2 separate regions of the Capsicum annuum genome follow, and region 1 is linked to region 2. A link is a contact called in public Hi-C data. All regions are on one chromosome and are shown on one strand. The core of a region is the stretch at or near the end of the contact, and the rest is flanking DNA. Distances in the headings are between cores, read along the strand shown. Region 1 holds the start of LOC107853725 (vestitone reductase). Region 2 has its middle 17 kb from the start of LOC107853699.

Evidence for each region. A called contact is a pair of places that touch in the nucleus more often than the background predicts.
Region 1: a Hi-C map of pericarp shows a contact between it and region 2, with 2.9 times the contacts expected there. The contact joins the promoter of LOC107853725 here to the enhancer-like site in region 2. A contact is called at or near these places in 4 of 5 Hi-C or Micro-C datasets (bud, leaf, pericarp and 1 more).

The regions. Positions count from the first base shown.
Region 1 is chr5:215,852,805-215,856,091 of UCD10Xv1.1, forward strand. It overlaps LOC107853725 (vestitone reductase), which reads right to left and starts at 1,892. Exons shown (of 6, transcript XM_047412752.1): 1 at 1,791-1,892; 2 at 1,507-1,715; 3 at 911-1,426; 4 at 156-354; 5 at 1-80. The coding sequence starts at 1,633.
Region 2 is chr5:215,797,738-215,800,669 of UCD10Xv1.1, forward strand. No RefSeq gene overlaps it. Among protein-coding and RNA genes, the nearest start is that of LOC107853699, 17 kb to the left of the region's middle. Within about 2 kb of position 1,619, at least 1 of the 5 cell types and tissues checked has an H3K27ac peak or open chromatin away from gene starts, as enhancers often do. A contact at or near this core is called in pericarp, where this site is marked.

The DNA of each region.
Region 1 (3,287 bases), core at 642-3,141, 55 kb after region 2:
ACTTGTACTTGAATCCAGCCTCCAAAAGTTTCTTTGATGAAAGGCTAGGGTGCTTAATCCCTCCAATCTCCCTCAAGGAACTGCAAAGAAGTTGAATAACCTTGTTTTTCCTTTTTAACGTATAAAAAGAAAAAAGGAGCGGAATGGGAACTCACTCGACATTAGGTATTCGATATTCAGGATACCTAGCTGAGAGGAACTTAAACAGCTCATCTGGTGTAACTTCCACAGCAGAGCAAATATACCTCCCTTGTGCTTTACTATTCTCTAGAAGGAATATGTGCGCACTGGCAACATCATCTACATGCACGAATGGGGTAAGCGAGGGGTACTTCATGCAATTTTCCTGGTTACCTGTGTAATTCAGGAGACAAGCCAAAAAGAAATACTTATTTAGAGCAGGTTCCTTGTCTTGTGATTAAGCCTTTGAATACAACTATCTTGACACCCTCAGAACCAATACACATAAAACAGTGGAAAAAAGATGTGATGCTTTTTAGAAACTGGAAATGTCTTGGAAAGAATGAAGATGCCACAACATGAAACCAAATCCTAAATGGGGAATCATGACGAAATCAACTAAATCATCTATGAAGAAGAATGTGAGTGAAGAAAGACGTGTTCAAAAGCTGTGTAGAAAAAGAAAAATGCTCTTACTTCCAGCAGTTGTATGTAAAGCGAACAAACATATATATACCTTCTCAAAATGTATTGCAAGAATATTTTCTCTAGGTAAAATAACGCTGTTTATATCAATGAATTACTTCTTTATCCGACATTTTGCTCGCTATAGTTGAGGAAGTTAGGAAATGGATTGCAGAGGTGAGCATTAGAAACTAAAAACGTAACGTCCTTGATGATTTGACATGAGAAAGTTGTAGGGGTTGAAGAAAGAGCAGAAGGGGCATACCATAAATCATTGCCATGGCTGATCGTAATGGCTCCGGGAAATGAGTACTCAAGAAGGGACCATGTATCCAACTAGGAATAACAGTCATCAGATCTAATCCATGCTTCTCAGCAAATTCAAGAGCAGCCTTTTCCGCTAAAGTCTTGCTAATCACATACGAAGCTGCGGATATAGGTTTTAATGTTTTCATGACATGTATGTCAGACCATGAGCTCTCGTTCACTGTGTCTAAACCTTTATCATGAAACACAACTGCTGTTCTGCTGGAAGTGTAAACAACTCGTTTTACTGTTTTTGAATTGAGGCATTCCTGTAAAACGCCCAATGTTCCATCAACTGTTCTTCTTATCTTTTTGTCTTCAATTTCTTGATCCCCGAAATTCATCGGATGAGCAATGTGAAATACTCCAACGCATCCTTTAATAGCTTCACTAAAGCTTTCTGGTTTGTCTAGATCAGCATTAAATATCCGTAGCCTTTGAGATGCACCGGGCAAGTTAGTGAGGTAGCTAACATCTGTTTTGTGATGTATAAATTCATTCAAAGTTTTATGGAAAATACATAAAAAGATTAATTCAGTGGGGGGAAACATTAACCTTGAGTGGACCTTATGGTAGCATTTACTGAGTAGCCATGTTGAAGAAGCTTCATTATCAGCCATGACGCTAGATATCCTGTTCCACCAGTTACACAAACCATACCTTTGCTATCATCCACTTCCATCTCTCTTTCTTTAGTTATGATTCCTGTTTTAGGTCTTCTACTTTGCAGAATTTGTAAACAATGCAACACTTGTCAAAGTTATCTGAAAAAAAGAAAAGCATCTAATGTAATGGGTTTCCTAATACAAATACATGGGAAAAAGGAGATTTTGGAGAACCTGGAAATCTGTGGTTCATACAGCCAATCAATGTTTTATCAATTATTGAACACACCCATAATTTTATAAAGATTTATTAGTCCAATAAGTCAACAATATTATATAATACTAGCTATTATTTGACAAAACGAGAAGCATGAGTTTTTCTTTATATAATTTAAAATTACAACTTTTTTGTAAAAAGTAAATTCATAGGCTAAATTTTATTTTTTAGAAAAAAAAAATCACAATTTGAAATCCTAAATCGGACTTTCATATACTAAACTTTTCATGTTTTTTTTGTTTTGTATAAGTGAAAGTGTTTTCTTAAAGTGTTTGGTTAGTCTAAATAAATGAAGGTTTTAATTAAATGTTGAAATTACATATATCGTAGCACGGCTAAGCCACCTAGTAAATAGTAATCCTGGTGACATATTGACAATGAAATAACTATATAAATCAAAACATATATTATAGTAAACAATGTATATTATACACTATATAACAAATAGATTATTCACTTCATATACAATATCGATTATATATACGATTTTATTAGTGCACCTTTTATATACACTTCATATACGCGTTGTATCAATACAAAAAATTTTATTTATTGAGGGATGTTTGAGTTTCCTACAGAACTATCGCTAACTATTTATAAGTTCACTTCGATATACAAACAATTGTATCTGGTGTATTCATATGCGCATTTAGGTTGTATCATTAAATATCGTTTGGGTATGTACAAATATATAAGCAACAAAATACATGAGACTGTATCAATCCTTTCTGATTTCACTTATATTCATTTTATTGTACTGTATCAATTGTTACTACTTAGTTTGTATCACTTGTATTTATTCGTTCTAATAATTGTATCACTTGTATTTATTCGCTCTAATAATTGTATCTATGCATACAATCTTAATGATGCATTCACAATATATAGGTTGTACGCATTCACTTAATTTTGCTTGATACACGAAAGTGGAAATATAAAAATACAAAGGTGTATAGAAGGATACAAACAACAAAAATATATTGTACAAGCAAGGCAAAATACAAAATATAGTAATTGCCAAAAAACACCTCCTTTATAATACACAAATACAAGCAAAAATACAAAAAAAAAAAAAAAAATATACACAAAAAGCTTATGCAGTATAAAATTAAAGTGAAGACACATAAATACAGAAATTGACAAAAAATTTCTTCCATTAAAATGCAAAATTATAGTAAAAAAGGTCAAAAAGTATTTTTAATATACTAATTAAATTGTAATTTTAAAAAGCTATAGTTATAAAGAGTAAATACAATATTAGCTATATCATGAAAAAAATTCACTATTACAATATTCATATTACACAAGCTCATTCATTCATTTAAATAGTATCAATCTTTTGAATGATGCTTATTTCTTATTAAATTTAACATTAATTTATTTTATCTATAATATATTAAAATATGAAGGATCTTAGAAATGTTGTTTGAACTTTTTACCTTTCAAAAGTCTTT
Region 2 (2,932 bases), core at 369-2,868:
ATATATATATATATATATATATATATATATATATATATATATATATATATATATTGAACATCAGGTTAACATCGAAAATAATCCTCATCCAAATCTACAAGCAATGGACTTTCAAATTCTGTGGATTATGTGTTTGAAAACAATGGTTGTTGGTTGTTAATTTAATTTAATTTAATACTATGTGGTGCTTGTACTATGTAATATAAAAATATAATAATCCTATTATTATATATTTTTTTATAAGCAAGTAACCATTATTTTTCAACAAATTGATGAGATAAGCTTTTGATTTTTTGAGCTCTTGACCAGTCCACTAATTGAAGAAATTAAATTACTTCTTAATTCATTAATAAAATATATCAAGTATGAAGTATAATTTACTAAATTTTCATTACTTCTATGAATTAGAAAGTAAATGTTATTATTAATTAAATTATAATCAATTTTATTAAAAATTGAATAGGTCTTCAAATATCTTGGTTGACAAAAATTTATACGTCATGTTATATTGTTGAATAACAAGTTGTCCATTTTCAATTTTATTTTATCATAACTTGTAAATTTAAAGAGACACTAAAGTGAAAGCTTATGAGATCACTTTTGTAATTGAATAAATGAAAGTCGTTATAATAAGATCGAAATTAAGAAAAAATTAATTTATTTTTAAAAATATTTCAATTAGACAAGATGATATTTGAAATAAGGTGTTAAATAAAATTTTTTCTACCCGCAAGAATTGGAATAAGGTTTGCATACGTTTTATTTTCTTAAACTTTTACTCGTGAAATTAAACTGAATATGTTTTTTTTTTTATATATTTAATAGGGAAATTTTGTTTGTCATTTTGTTAATAATAAACATATACCTAAATCACCAATTTTTTAAATCTAATTATTTATTTAATCCTATTATTGCAATTTAAATATTGTTTAAGTGCCATCACTTTCTCCTTTAGTTTTATTCCTTTTACTTTTTTGGACATGTAGCTCTATCCTTTTATCCTTTTTGCCTTTTTAGCCATAGGAAAAGAAGAAATGTAGAAACTGCTTATTTTTCTTTATTTAACAACTACTATATTAACACCTTTATTAATTTTTTTTAATGAGGATAATGTTTAAGTTACCTTGTGCTTATCCTTAATTAAAGAAAAAAAATATAAATATACACCTCAACTTATCATATTTTTATATAAGTTTCCATCCTTATAAAGTAATTACAAAAATCTCAATTAATTATGTATCTTCGTTAGATGTATCGGGAGCTAATAATGTATCTTGATAGACCCAAAATCAAAGAAAATATATCAAAAGTAAATTATGTATCTTTACAAAGGAAAAAATGTATCTTCAATGAATGTATTATGCATCTCGACAAACCCAAAATTAGAAAAAATGTATTGGGAGCTAATTATATATCGTCATAAAGGAAAAAATGTATCTTCATTGGATGTATGGGAGCTAGTTATATATCTCAACAGATTCAAAATTAAAATTTTTCAGTAATTAAGCTTCAAACTGTTGGGATTTATGTTGTTTGCCTTTTTTTTTTGGGCTTAAGTGTAAGAAGAAGAATAGTATTCTTGGGCCCAACAAATGTTATACATTAAGTTGGCCCATTTGATTACTGGACTCAAAACCAATATTATTTGGCCCAATAAAACCATTATTGGGCCAACAGCAGGGGGCAGTCGACGGGTGATTTGCATAAATAGGATCTTTAGATATTATCGTTTAAATTAAAAAGAATCTGCAAAAATAACTCTTTCACAAGGATACGTAGCGAAATCCTAGCGGATCGCTAAGATTTCTTAACAACAAGTTACGAAAATCATCACAATGCTAGCTATAAATACGGATTTCAGTCACAAATTTGCCTTGACGAGTTAGGGTGATTGGTGATCGAAAAGATTTTAGCGATAAATTCTGAAAAATACATTAGTATAGTTAGTATAATCACTATTTAGGTAAAAATCAAATCAATTTAATTCGTAGTAAATATTAAAAAGTTTAACTCTCCGAATTCAAACCCCGCCACATACACATAGGAAGAAAATAACTTATAGTATTGGTCTATTTTAGACAAATGGTCTTCTTCATTGTCACCATTTCCCAATTAAGCAAAATACTTCAAATTGGTTTATTTTAAGCGATTTAAAGATAAAATAGCTTTTTAAGTATTTTTATAGTGTTTGAATAAATTAAAAAAATGTTATGGATGGTTTTAGGAGAGGTAAAAATAGATCAAATAAATATTGGGGAAAGGTGATTAAATAGGATATCACACTGTTGCAGCTTACTGAGGATATGATTTTAGATAGAAAGGTGTGGCGATCGCGAATTAAAGTAGAAGGTTAGGGGGTCAGAGGGTGTTCGTGCTAGTAGGTTGGAGTATTATCCTTATTAGTAGTCGTCATAGTACTACACTTGTACTTTTTGTCCTTAGATTCTTATTGTTATATGTTGTTCCCGGCGGGGGTTGAGCCAACCCTTTGGAAGGAGGTTCATTCGAACCCACTTCAATGGAAAGATATATCATTTATACATGATTAAAATTAATTTTATTGTATTTATAGTAGGTGTTAAACCTCCTTCGGCTAGGTTTTCTTCAAATATTGACCCCCTTTAGTTGAAATACTGGTTCCGCCTCTAATTTTCGAGTAGCTCGTTTGTAGTATTATTATGTGGTAATATTGTTCAGTTACTATATGTTGTGATGTTACTTTTAATTGTCATTTCTCATTTGACCCCATCTCCTATGTTTTTTTCTTAGTTGTATTTGATCTTGAATTGAGGGTTTATCGAAAACAACCCCTCCACTCCTTCTTTGACGTAATGATACACAGTGGTGGAATTAGAATTTTCACTGAGGGGGTTCAGAAGTAAATATACGGACTAGTCGAAGGGGGTTCAACATCTACTATATATATATAAAA